2 separate regions of the Mus musculus genome follow, and region 2 is linked to region 1. The links are chromatin contacts, called in public promoter capture Hi-C maps. All regions are on one chromosome and are shown on one strand. Each heading gives the region's core, a stretch centred on a gene start, on an enhancer-like site or on the middle of the called end of the contact. The rest is flanking DNA. Distances are from core to core; before and after follow the strand shown.

What was found. Promoter capture Hi-C pulls out the DNA fragments that hold promoters and counts their contacts.
Region 2: a contact with region 1 is called in a promoter capture Hi-C map of neural stem cells. The contact joins the enhancer-like site here to the promoter of Rint1 in region 1. A contact is called at or near these places in 5 of 39 promoter capture datasets (HPC-7-derived erythroid cells, cranial neural crest, hippocampal neurons and 2 more), 1 of 15 datasets of contacts at CTCF or cohesin (large pre-B cells), 7 of 115 datasets of contacts at active chromatin or transcription factors (the 230-238 cell line, the NIH/3T3 cell line, effector CD8 T cells and 4 more) and 3 of 9 other capture datasets (adipose tissue, liver and pancreatic islet).

The regions. Positions count from the first base shown.
Region 1 is chr5:23,782,623-23,789,139 of GRCm38.p6, forward strand. It overlaps Rint1 (RAD50 interactor 1), which reads left to right and starts at 5,089. Exons shown (of 15, transcript NM_177323.4): 1 at 5,089-5,260; 2 at 5,668-5,713. The coding sequence starts at 5,219. Pus7 (pseudouridylate synthase 7) reads right to left here and starts at 1,089. Exons shown (of 16, transcript NM_178403.5): 1 at 890-1,089.
Region 2 is chr5:23,458,281-23,464,763 of GRCm38.p6, forward strand. Kmt2e (lysine (K)-specific methyltransferase 2E) reads left to right here. Exons shown (of 26, transcript NM_026984.2): 3 at 4,736-4,850; 4 at 6,423-6,483. Among named protein-coding and RNA genes, the nearest start is that of Kmt2e, 27 kb to the left of the region's middle. Within about 2 kb of position 3,616, at least 50 of the 459 cell types and tissues checked have an H3K27ac peak or open chromatin away from gene starts, as enhancers often do. A contact at or near this core is called in the NIH/3T3 cell line, adipose tissue, liver and 1 more, where this site is marked.

The DNA of each region.
Region 1 (6,517 bases), core at 3,839-6,338:
TGACTGTTGGTTATTTGCTAATGACTGCACATAGTTTCCCCTCTTTCTCACTACAGTGAACAGTCTGATATTTGACAGCTCCTTCGTTAGTAAAACCATTGCCCTGACATTGAGGCATAGTGTTTTACGGATGGCCACAGATTTTTGTTGTTGTTTAAGAGTGGGAACAAAACAAAGTAGCACCTATATTTTAGAGATCTCTTTTTTAAAGAAATGGCCTTGAACTAAACCCTTCTTCCTTGACTGGCAGTAATTAAGAGCAATAACCATGTGCTGGCCATTTTAAAGGCCCCTCAGTGAAGGGCTTGGTGGTATGGACCACAGAATAAGTAGCCTGCACTGTCACCCAGCAGAGGTTGGAGAAAAGACCCCAGACGTCAGCCTGATCGCTTCTCCGTGGTTGAGAAGAGCAGCGGCCCTTAAGGCCTGCCCAGCAAGTAAAACATCTGCGCCCAGTACCCAGCACCAGGCCGGGACCAGTGCAGGCTGCTCGGACGATCTGGGAGCGCTGAGCAGGACCGGGGGAAGGCTGGTTTGTTTTTCTAACAGGGAATTGAGTTTGGGGAGTGCCTGAGGCACCACAAAGCAAGGAAGAAGTGGAAAAAGAAGGTTCTAGCCCACAGCGGCGCGGCCAGAGGATCGGGACGCGGCGCCGCTTAACGAACGGCGGGGATCAGGGCGAATAGCCGGGATCGGGGAGCATGGATCGGGAACTAGGGGTCCGGGATCAAGGATCCGGGTGCGTGGAGCAGAAATAAGACAAGCGGGGAAGGTGGAGCTGGCGGCGGAGAAACAGGGAGCAGCGCGAGCTGCGACCACGGCCGCCCTCCCTCCCCGGCCGCGCGCCTCTCCGGAGGCCTGGGGCCACGCCGCAAAGCAGAGCACTTACCGGGAGCCTGAGGGCGCGGGCCGAGCGGAGAAGAGGACGCTCGGCTCGGGACGCGGGAGGGCGGCGGCGGTGACTCGCAGGAGGCGGCGGCCAGCGCCGACCAGCACAGGCTGCACCGCGTGGAGACGCACAGGGACGGGTTATCCCACCAGCCGCCGGGCTCGCACACGTGCGGCGCTGCGCCGCGCCGACCACGCCCCGGGGCGGGGCCCGCTCCACCGGCCCTCCGCTCCCGAGGACGCTCCGCCCATCGGCGCCTGGGAAGTGACTTGCCTTATGCAAAGAAACCTTTAGGACTTCAAAAACAGAGACTACCTTATTAGTTGTTAATTGTGCTTAAATGGGAGCTTCTTTCACAGCTATGGTTAATAGTGCATATTAATAGAATGGGTTTCTTACCTTTGACAGCTCCCCAGGAGGACTGTCTTCAAGAAGATTCCATCATAGCTGGTTAATGCTTTGGCGTAAAGAAAAATAAAATATATTTTTCTTCTCATGCTTCAAGTAGCCAACTGACCAAATCAAAGCATTCCATAGCATTTCAGGTCTAATATTTTGCCAGATTTCAACTCAGGGTAAAATAAAATATAATAAAATAAATCAAGATTTGTGGAGAGTCAAAAGCCCATAATCCAAGCACTCAGGTGATATGGACAGAAGGATCAGAAACTTAAGGGCACTTTGGGATATGTAAGGAATCCCAGGTAAACATGGCCTAGGTAAGACCCTGTTGTTTTGGTTTTTTTTAAACAAACAAACAAAAACCTGGGCAGTAATGGTACACACCGTTAATCCCAGCACTTGGGAAGCAGAAGCAGGTAGATTTCTGAGTTCGAGGCCAGCCTGGTCTACAGAGTGAGTTTCAGGACAGCCAGGGCTATACAGAGAAACCCTGTCTTGAAAAAACAAAATAGAAAAAAAAAAAAAGAAAAAGAAAACCAAACCAAAACAAACAAAATCCTGTTATTTCAGATCTTTGTATTCCTCTTAGACGTGTGTGTGTGTGTGTGTGTGTGTGTGTGTGGTGTTTGTTGTAACCATGTGTTTTACATATGTGAGGTTTGCATATGTGATGATTAGTGTTGTCAATTTGACAGAGTCTAGAATTACCTTGGAGACAAGCCCTGGTCATGCCTATGCTGGACTATCCTGACTGGGTTCATTGTAATCGTACAGGACCAGCATCGTTCCCTGACTGGAACTCTGAACGGTGTCAATCAGTAGTTCCTTAACCCCTTGGGGTTCCAGTGGCCCTTTCAAGGGGTTGCCTAAGACCATCAAAATATCAAAAACTAAGGTCCATGTACAGTTCTGAGTTTGTGGAGACCTGAGGCCCATCATGGTGCTTTCCGCTTTCACTCTCTACCTTAGTTACTTATTATTATTGTGTGTTTATGATGTGGGCATGCGTACATGTGGAGGCTGGAGCATAGTCTGCAGAAGCTGGTCCTCTCCTTCTACCTTACATGGTTTCTGGGGACGGAAGCCAAGTCGTCAGGCTTGCTTGGCAAGTGCCCTTACCTCCGATCCATCTCCATGGCCCCTTCACCCTACTTTTTGTAAATAATTTTCATTGATCCTGGAGCTCAACTGGACTGGTTAGCTGGCAAGTCGAAAGATCTTATCTCTGTCTCTCTACTGCTTGGATTACACAGATCTGCTGTGACCAGCTTTCTACATGACTAGCAGGATCTGAACACAGGTCCCCACTGTATTGACTAAACTGTCTCCTGAGTCCCACACTTGCTTTTAAAATATGGATTTAGTAGAAAGATCCAGCTAAATGAGTCACTTCTTAGTTACTGTCCTACTGCTATGATGAGACACCACCTCCAAAGGAAATTATAGAAAGAAGAGTTTATTGGGTCTTACAGTTTCAGAGGGTGTGTCCACAGTAATCCTGGCAGCTGGTAGGTAGGCAGCAGCTGGGAGCACACATCTTTGTCCACAAGTACACAGCGGAGAAAGTCAGGAATGGTGTGGGCTTTTGAAACTTCAAAGCCAACTGACTGTGACAACCTTGTCCAACAAGGCCACACCTCCTCCAACAAGGCCACTCCTCCTAATGCTTCCCAAACAGTTCTATCAACTGGAGACCAAGTATTCGCACACATGAACCTATGGGGGCATTCTTATTCAAATCACTACAGTCACATATATTTAGTTCAGACTTGTGGCTTCTACATTGTCTTCCTCTAAGATTATTCTCTGTAGTTACCTACCTAAATTCTTTCATTTGTCTTTAATCATTTTATTAATTCTTTCTTTCTGTTTTTTTTTCCTTTTTAAGATAGATGCTCAGTATATAGCCCAGGCTAATCCCAAATTCAAGAGCCTCCTCCCTCAGTCTCAAAAGCACTGCAATTATAAACTTGTGGCATCATGCCTAGCCCATTTCACTAATTCTTGTACAGCTGCACATTCTTGGGGCTAGGGTAAATTAATACCTTAATGTCCTAAGGTCAGCAGACTCAGATACAGCTATATGGTATAATATAGCCTAGATCCTGTTTTAATTTTAAATTTTTAAATTTTATTATTTTTATTTTTTAAAGTGTGTGGATGTTTGCCTGTATGTGTGACTGTATACCAGGTGTGTGTCTGGTGTCCAGAGAGTTCAGAGAGAGAGTCAGATACCCTAGAATTGAGTTACAGACAGAGAGCTGTCAGCTGCTGCGTGGGTGCTAGAAAGTGAACCTGGATTCTCTGAAAGAGCTGCTAGTACTCTTAGTTGCTGAAGCCATCTCTCCAGATCCTGTTTGTCTGTCTGTCTGTTTGTTTATACGGGGTTTCACTATATAGCTCTGTCTATCCTTCAACTCACTATGTAGATGAGGCTGGCCTTGAATTCATAAAGATTCACCTGCCTCTGCCTCCTGAGTTGTGGGATAAAAGGCATGCACCACCATACCCGGCTCTTATTTATTTATTTTTTTTCATTTTATGTGTATGGGTGTTTTGTCTGCATGTATGTCTACACCTCAGTGAGTTTTCTTCTCACGGAGTAGTTTCTGTTTCCTCTAAAGATTTTTGTTTGTTTGTTTGCTTGTTGTTTTTTTTTTTTCTGTTTTCTCCCCATTTGTTTGGTCTCAAAGGCATTGCCTTCCAGGGTTTGCCTGTCAAATTTCCATGTTCTCTACCTATCCCTTGCTTCTAAGTAATTCAGTTCCTCCTCCCTGGAAAACAGTAGAGGTTTAGGGGGCTTTGCCCAGCAAACTGGATGCCAGATTTTGAGTGCTCTTTCTCTGTCTGACTCCCAGAATGTTTCAACCCTCCTACAAACAGATCTGGACCTTCCAGTTCGAAAATATATGAAGGAGTGTTCCTTTTGTCTAGCTGTCCTTCAAAGCTTACTCTTGAGTCTACAAAAGAGGTTACTTAGTCCCTACCTTTTAAATGGAGTATTTTTTTCTGTACAACGCTTAAACAGTAATAACTATTAGTTACAGGCTGAGGCAGGCGGATTTCTGAGTTCGAGGCCAGCCTGGTCTACAGAGTGAGTTCCAAGACAGCCAGGGCTACACAGAGAAACCTTGTCTCGAAAAACCAAAAATAAATAAATAAATAAATAAATAAATAAATAAATAAATAAATAAATAAATATTAGTTACCTTTGCACGTAGACTTTTGTCTCTCTAAGACTGTGAAATATAGAAAGAGCACTTTGACACTCCTACCTAGTACCACGTGGGCCAAGTATGGAACTCCGGTGTCTTGGTGGCAAATGCTTTTATGCGCTGAGCCATTTTGAGATAGGTGTTGTTCTAGCTGATACCGAATTCACTTTATAGAGCAAGCTGGCAGGGACTAGTGGCAATCTTCCCGCCTCCGCTCCCGACTTGTGGCTCACCATCCTAAGGGTATCATGAGTATTTTCTCCTCCCCTCCTTCCTCTCCCCTCCTTGAATTCAGTGTGTAGCTGGAGTTGACTTTGAACTACTGGTTTTCCCGCCTTCACCTCCCAAACGGTGGAATTCCAAGTGTGAGACACCATGCCAGGGCCGAATTTTATTTTTAGTAACTCCAAAGAAGTGGAGAGAGCTCCTGCACAGAACTCAGCAGCCTGGGAAGCAGTAGGGCTGCCAGGTTCCCTGAGCGGCCAACATGACATCCAACCAGCAGGGGGCGCCACAGAACAGGACAGCGGCGCGCAGATATGCCTCTCTAGGCCAAGAGAACGGAACCAGAGAGTCGGTGATAGGAAGTCGAGGTGGCGCTCAACCCTGCGTCCCAGAAGGCTGGTCTGGTCGCCCAGTCTGTGTGTTCCCTAGCCGGACTCTGCAGGCCGGGCTGGCGGTGCATGGAATCCAGAATTCGTGCGGAGGCAGGATGCTTGCGGCTGACGATATCGGCGAAGTGCCGGCAGCCCCGGTGAGGCGTCCCTGGAAACCCGGGGAAGGGACGCTGGTGACCCTGCGAGGTGGCACAGACCCCACCTCCGCCCCGGGGACAGGTTACCTTGGAAGTGGTTTGGCGGTGGTTCCCACGGCCGGAAGCAGGCAAGGGAGTCCCTGGGGAGGTAGTCACAGTGCAATGTCCGATGTCCCAGAAGATGACAGTTTTGAGAGTTGGCGGGAAAGTGGCCTCGGTGCCCGGGCAGAGTAACTCGGACCCTGGGGAGGTGGTCCAGACCTCTGGGAAGGTGGCAGTAGTGTCAGGCATGCCCCTGGGAGAGGCGCCTAGGACCTCTCCGCCCGTCAGTATGGGACCTTTCGGAGCGCTGTATGAATTCCACTTACTTCAGTCTAACTTGTTTGCCACACCTGTTTTTCTGCCAGTGCTGCCCCGAGAGTGGTGACGAAACGAAGAACACAGACGTGAAAAGTAAGCAGGCTTTAAACCCTTAGTTCTTTTTGTCTAGCTGCCCTTCGAAGCTCGCCTTTTCAGAGTCTGCAAAAGAGTTTCTTAGTCTGCTATCTTTTCAATGGAGTATTCTTTCTGTACAATGTTTAAACAGTAATAAATATTAGTTATCTTTGCACGTGGACTTTTGTCTCTCTAAGACTGTGAAATATAGAAAGAGCACATTGACGCTCCTTCCTAGGACAGTGACTGGTTTGGCTTCACTGGGACCTGCCATTTTAATGAACTGTCAGCTCGTTATCAGGTATTTAGAGGGGTTATGCTGGTCACTGTTACTGGGTTCTAGGAAGAGGTTTGATAATAGGTTAATTGTACTTTTGCCTTCAGTGAGTAAGTAATTACAGTTTGCTGCAGGTAGCCCACACCTTAGGTCCCAGGGCTTGGTCTGGGTAGGTGACATGGAAAAGACCCAGTACCTAGGACAGGAAACTATGTCAGACTCCTGGATATTTGTTATTTCACTTGAGATAAGCGTAGCAGGTTATTAGGAATCCAGCACCCTGAAGGGGCTGTTTTTGTTTCTCTCTCTCTCTCTCTCTCTCTCAATCTCTCTCTCTCTCTCTCTCTCTTTAACCAAGGTGGAGCGTAACCCAGGTTCGCCCCAGACTTTTGTGTGACTAAGGATGACCTTGGACTCCAGATCCACAGTCTTCTATTTCACAGATGTCACATGCCCAACCTCTTTAGGAGCTTTTGAAGTATTTTTTAAAGATTTATTTATTATTATATCTATGTACACTGTAGCTGTCTTCAGACACACCACAA
Region 2 (6,483 bases), core at 2,366-4,865, 330 kb before region 1:
GTGCCTGGCTTATTTTACTAGTGTGAATTTTAAAAACCACGTGTGCACGGTTATGTACTCAGGAGTGCAGCTGCCCTGCAGAAGACAGAGGAGGGCATCAGGTCCCTCTTGAACCAGAGTTACTGGTGCTTTTAAGCCAACTGATGTGGGTGTTGGGAACCAAACTCTATTCTCCTGGAAGTACACACTCTTCCCCTCACCCCCACCCCCACCCCTTTAAGCTGGATAAATTGAATACTTTAAAAAAATCCTTTTTAATTTTTTGAGATTATAAAATAAATCATTTGCCCTTTCCATTTCCTCTCTCTATGCCCTCCCACACACCCCTTTCTCTTGCTCTCTTGAATTTATGGCCTCTTTTTGTTAATAGTTCTTTGTGTGTGTGTTAAGTATTGAATAACCAATTGATGTGCTCTTCCTTAGGGAAGACTATTTCAGCTGCTCTCAGCATTCCTTAGTTGCCTGTAGTTGTTTGTGTGGGGTTGAAGCCCTTTGGTCTTTCCTCTATCAGCTTTGGCATGTTGTTGTCTCATTCAGCTCATGTTTAAGTATTAATCTTGGTGAGACTTCATGGGTGTAGGTTCTGATAATTACTTGGAAATGCTGTCTTAGCAAACTGTGACCCTCTGGCTCTTACAGTCTTTCCTAATACTCTCTCTTGGTGTCCCCAGCCTTACCTGGGGGAGGTTTTGTAGATGTGTCCATTGCAACTGGGCTCCACAGCTGTGCATGTGATTGCTTGTGTTTTTCTGTAATGATCTCTGTTTCTGGGAAGTTTCTTTGATGGGGGTGAAGGGTGGTGTGAGGACAAATATTTAGAATGTAGTTAGGGATTATACTGGATTAGTAAAGTGGTGGTTATACGTTCCTCTCCAAGATCTATGACTTTACTAGCCCTGTTTGTTTAAATAATTTTTTTAGTACATTTGCTTATTTGTTGTTTGCTTATGTATGTGTCTGGACTCCAATGCCACCATGCATCTGTAGAGGTCAGAGGACAGCTCTCAGGAATCTGTTCCTTATTCTACTTGTGGAATTGTATCATGTTGTGAATCGTGACAAGTTTCTGTTCACGGAGCTATCTCACTAATCCTAATGCAATTTATTGATGACACATTATGCCTATGTATTATCTAGGCATTTATGTAGGCATGTAAATTAGCTATATAAAACAGTAGCTACTATAGACACAAAATATTTTTTGTTATTTTCTTAGCCCTGCTGTTAAGAAAGCTTTGTAATGTTTTAGGAGATTTTAGAAGGAAATGATTATAGCAGCTTGTTACTATTAGTTTTTACTCAACTATTATTCATATGCAAGTTTAGTAAGCCTTCTTAGATTTAATAATTTTCTGATTGAACATTGAAAAGATTTCTAGTTTCATGAATGAATATTGATATAACAGACATGTTAAATCAGTGGTCTATGTAAGGAAGTGTTCTATCCTAAGGAAGTTGCTTCCTTTGGATAAATCCCTCAAACTGGTGCTACTGAGTCGAATGATGTTTGTTAAACTTGGAAATCCCCTTGCCTTAGCCTCACGAGTACTGATCTTTCTATTTTAATTAAATGCTGTATTATAGTTAAGGACAATCATTAAAAATGTCAACCAGGAGTAAAAAAGCACTTTCTGTTTAAGCCCAATGGCCTGAGTCCTATCCTCTGATCCCCAGAGGAAGAAGAGAATAAAAGTCTGCTCCCCATATGTGTGGTGACACTTGTACAACCTGTATAGCACACATACATATCACACACGCAACAGTAGTAAACATTTTAAAGTAATAAATGTCATTCAATATTTTTTTTTTTAAAGATTTATTTATTCATTATACGTAAGTACACTGTAGCTGTCTTCAGACACTCCAGAAGAGGGCGTCAGATCCTGTTACGGATGGTTGTGAGCCACCATGTGGTTGCTGGGATTTGAACTCCTGACCTTTGGAAGAGCAGTCGGGTGCTCTTACCCACTGAGCCATCTCACCAGCCCGTCATTCAATATTTTTATAACATGTTTCCTTGTTTTAAAAATTGCTTTCGGCCAGGCGGTGGTGGCGCACGCCTTTAGTCCCAGCACTCAGGAGGCACAGGCAGGCGGATTTCTGAGTTCAAGGCCAGCCTGGTCTACAGAGTGAGTTCCAGGACAGCCAGGGCTACACAGAGAAACCCTGTCTCAGAAACCAAAAAAAAAAAAAAATTGCTTTCAGTGCACCCTCAAGATGACATGTATGTAACAGTGCTCGCACCAAGCATGATGGCCTTAGTTGGCTTCTTAGAATCCACATGATGGAAGGAGAGAGCTGACTCTCAAAAGGTGCTCTGTGATCTGTGTGGGTACCATGTTACCAAATGTACACACAAGCACACATTAAATAAATACATTTAAAGTTATTTTAAAAACTACTTGTAAGTACAAAAATTCAACACAGAGATGTTCTTAAAACCTTCTGCTTTCTTACATGGCCTTTCTTTCTCGTCACTATTGCAGCCATGTTTGCATCGTGATACTCTGAAAAGTATTTTGCTCTTTCACATACTTGAACTCATCTACGTTTACCTGAAAACTTGATTTCATTTCATTAGCTACTCCACATTACCAGTTTTACCCACATTCTTCAGGAACAGTGTAATTAGATTATACACTTAAGAGTGAGTCTTCTACTTTTGCCACACTTCCTTCGCATAGCTTTAATGATGGTATTATAGATCATTGCTGTAATTCAACTTTTTTTTCCAAGTTAGGCAGGCATGGTGGTGTATGCCTGTAATCTCAGTATTTAGGAAGTGGAGGCAGGAGGATTAGGAGTTCAAGGCTAGGGTTAGCTACATAGTGATTTCTAGCTTGCACTACATGGGATTATTACCCACCCTCACAAAAGGAGGCCAGCATGGTAGGTCACTCTGTCATCTTTTTTTTTTTTTCCTGTTTTTTTTTTTTTTTTTTTTTTTTTCCTGAGACAGGGTTTCTCTGTGTAGCTCTGGCTGTCCTGGAACTCACTTTGTAGACCAGGCTGGCCTCAAACTCAAAACTCCGCCTTCCTCTGCCTCCTGAGTGCTGGGATTAAAGGCGTGCGCCTCCACACCCGGCCACTCCTGTCATTTTAACAGTCAGAAACCTGAGGCAAGAGGCTCAGTGGTTAAGAGCACTGGGTTCTTCCAGAGGACCTGGGTTCAAGTCCCAATATCCACATGGTAGCTCAAAACTCTCAGTAACTCCAGTTCCAGGCAATCTGTCCAACACCCTCACACCGACCTACATAAAATAAAAATAAATCATTGAAAAGAAACCTGAGGCAAATAAGTAATCATTATAAGAGTAAGGTATATATGTAAGTAAATATAAGATATTCTTAGTTTTTAAAATGTATAGATGTATTTATAACATAAAACTAGAAAGGGATACATGGAGTAAATGTTGACATGGTAATGGAGGAAGATTTAATGTTTTGCATTTATAAGTACTTTTGTATTTAAATTTCATACATGAACATATTCTAATTTTAAAACTATGAGACAAATTTAACAGATACTAGTTTTCAGACTACCCTGAACCTATTGGAGATTGTAATTTGCAGGATGACTCAGCAATCTCATTTTGTGCTTCTTTCTACTCATTGTGGCACACTGGGTCTTATGACATCATCCATTTGGCACTAACTTGAGCTTATGTGAAGGTCGGCTAAGAAAGTAGCAACTGTGAAAGTTGTTTTTATCCTGCTGGTCTCGGGACCAATTTAGGGAATTAGGAAGTAGGATAAAGATTGAAATAAAGGCAAAGAAACAGATTGTCTTCTAGATTTGAAAAGGAGAGACTTGACCTTGGCTGTTAATTTACCACTACACTGATCAATAGCCATTAGATAAAATTGGGCTGGGATGAGGGGGTGTCGGTATGAATAAAGAAGTTGGGAAAATGGTATAGTTAAATGCAAGGGCAAGGAGCTTTCAAAGCTGCAACAGTTTGGGGGTTGCTACTCTCAGCACTATTAGCAATTGATTCATTACCTACACTTAACTCATGGTAGGCCAGACCTAAACGCTACTCATTACACACAGCTGCTTGTATTTTTCAGGTGTAAATCTGGTTCAATGTAGGTTCCCTTTTCTTTAACTTACTGACATTTTCCAGAGTCTGTTCTACCTCAGCACATTCAACACATATTATTTTGATCATTGAAATGCACACTTAACATTCAAGCCAGAGTCTGTATAGACTCTCTCTTTAGTTAGTCTTACTTAAAACCATTCTGTCATTCTGGCCACCCCTTTGCATGTTTCTTACTGGGTAGATGACATAAAGCTTGGTCTCTAGTAATTTTGAGGTTTTGGGTTTTTGGGGTTTTTGTTTTGTTTTATTTTAGCCATATTTTACTTGTAGCCCATGCTGGTACTGAACTCTTGATTCCCCTACCTCAGCTTCCCACAGTGCTATGATTACAGCCTAGGCACCATCATCCCCAGCACTGGGCACTTTCTAAACGACAGGAAACTGGAATTGAACTTGGCATTAGGATATTTATTTTATTAAGTAAAACTTTGGTTAAGATACAGTCTCCATAGGATGAATGGACTCACAAGCTGTGCACATACTATAAATAGACATTGTATTTGTTTTGACAATATTTTAATATAAGCACCTGATCAATTTTAATAGATTAAGTAATTACATAAATTATTTTAATAGATGAAAACAGAAAAGTGAATGGAATTCTAATTGCTGGAACTTCTTTCCTCTAGACCGGAATCCGTAGAAGCTAGCCCTGTGGTAGTTGAGAAATCCAACAGTTTTCCCCACCAGTTATACACCAGCAGCTCCCACCACTCACACAGCTACATCGGTCTGCCCTATGCGGTAAGTAAGTGTCAAAGGTTTGCTCACACGGGCTTCTGGAGAGCTGCAAGTTAAAAGGAGATGTATGTGGTATTGTGCTTAATACTTAAAAAGCATAGCTGGTTTATATTTTCTGTGTAATTAACTATATAGTTTATACTTTGACCTAACAATGCTATATTACAATACAATTGTTGTATTTATGTTGGTATTTTTTAACCTCAATGAAAAGACTGGATAAGGTTACATTGTATTATGTACTATTAATTCTAAATTATATAGTAATTAGTAAATTATGTAGTTATTTTTTCTAAAGGTTTATTTTTATCTTTTTTTATTTGTTTGTTTGTTTTTGTTTTTTGAGATAAGGTCTTTGTATAGCCCTGGAACTAGCTGTGTAGACCAGGATAACCTCAAACCCAAGAGATCTGTAGATCTTTGCTTCCCCAGTGCTGGGAGAGGCACACACCTGGCTGTTTTTATCATTTTTAATTATGGTGTGTGTCTGCATGTGGTTATGTAGAGTATAAATGCTTAAGGAGGCAATTGGGTTCTTAGTGGCTGGAGTCACAGTGGTTATGTGATTCTGAGAACATAAGTTGAGTCCTCTGGAAGAGCAGCGCGTGCTCCTTCCTAACTGTTGAGATGTCTCTTTGGGTCCAGCTTGTTGTTATATATCTCTTTATGTTGAATATATGCATTTAACATATGTACATATGGATGATATATACATGTATGTGTGTAGGTGTATGTATATATACATATATAGGTATATATGTGTGTGTGTAGCTCATTTAATCCTTAAAACGAACTCTTGTAAGGAACTTTTCATCCCTGTTTTATAGCTGAGAGGATAAAAACTTAATCCCTTAGTTTATTTCAAATTGAGGGTTATCTATATTTTGATTCAAAGAGTTACAGAACTGGTGGATATGTCTGTGATTACTAAGAAAGTACAGTTATGAGAGACTATTTAGATGAGAATAAAAATTACCAGAAATGTAAATCCCCATATATTTTTATTTTACAGTAATTTGTATATATTTTATAGTAATTTTTTGCTACTTAACTACATTTGTCTGGGAGAATTGAGAATGTACTGTGGTTCCTGTGTAGAAGTCAAATGGGTTCTTTCCTTCCATCACATGAGTCCAAGTATTGAACTCAGGTTGCTACGTAGGCTCAATGGCACACACCTTTGCCTGCTGAACCACTCTAGCCCAGTTTTTGCCATTCTTTAGCTTTTCTATTCCTGGGGAATTTGTGGTTTTTTGTTTTTTTTTCCCCTTATTCTCATTACATAGACTTGTGAAACTGTGAACACAGGACTGGTAATGTAGTTTCCGCTGTCTGTGTGTGTGTGTGTGGGGGGGGGGGGTGTCATGTGATGTGAAGGTGACTTTCATCTACTAGACAGTGACATTAACTTATTACCACTGTGATTTAATTATTAGTCTTATGTCATTATTTTTAACAGTATTAAGAAAAAAAATGGACCGATTTTATTTTATTAAGTGTTCAATTTTTATTTAGCTTGCCTAATTTATGTCATTGAAATGTGTATTTTGTGTTGTTTTTTGTTATATTATTTAGGACCATAATTATGGTGCTCGTCCTCCTCCAACACCTCCAGCATCCCCTCCTCCATCAGGTC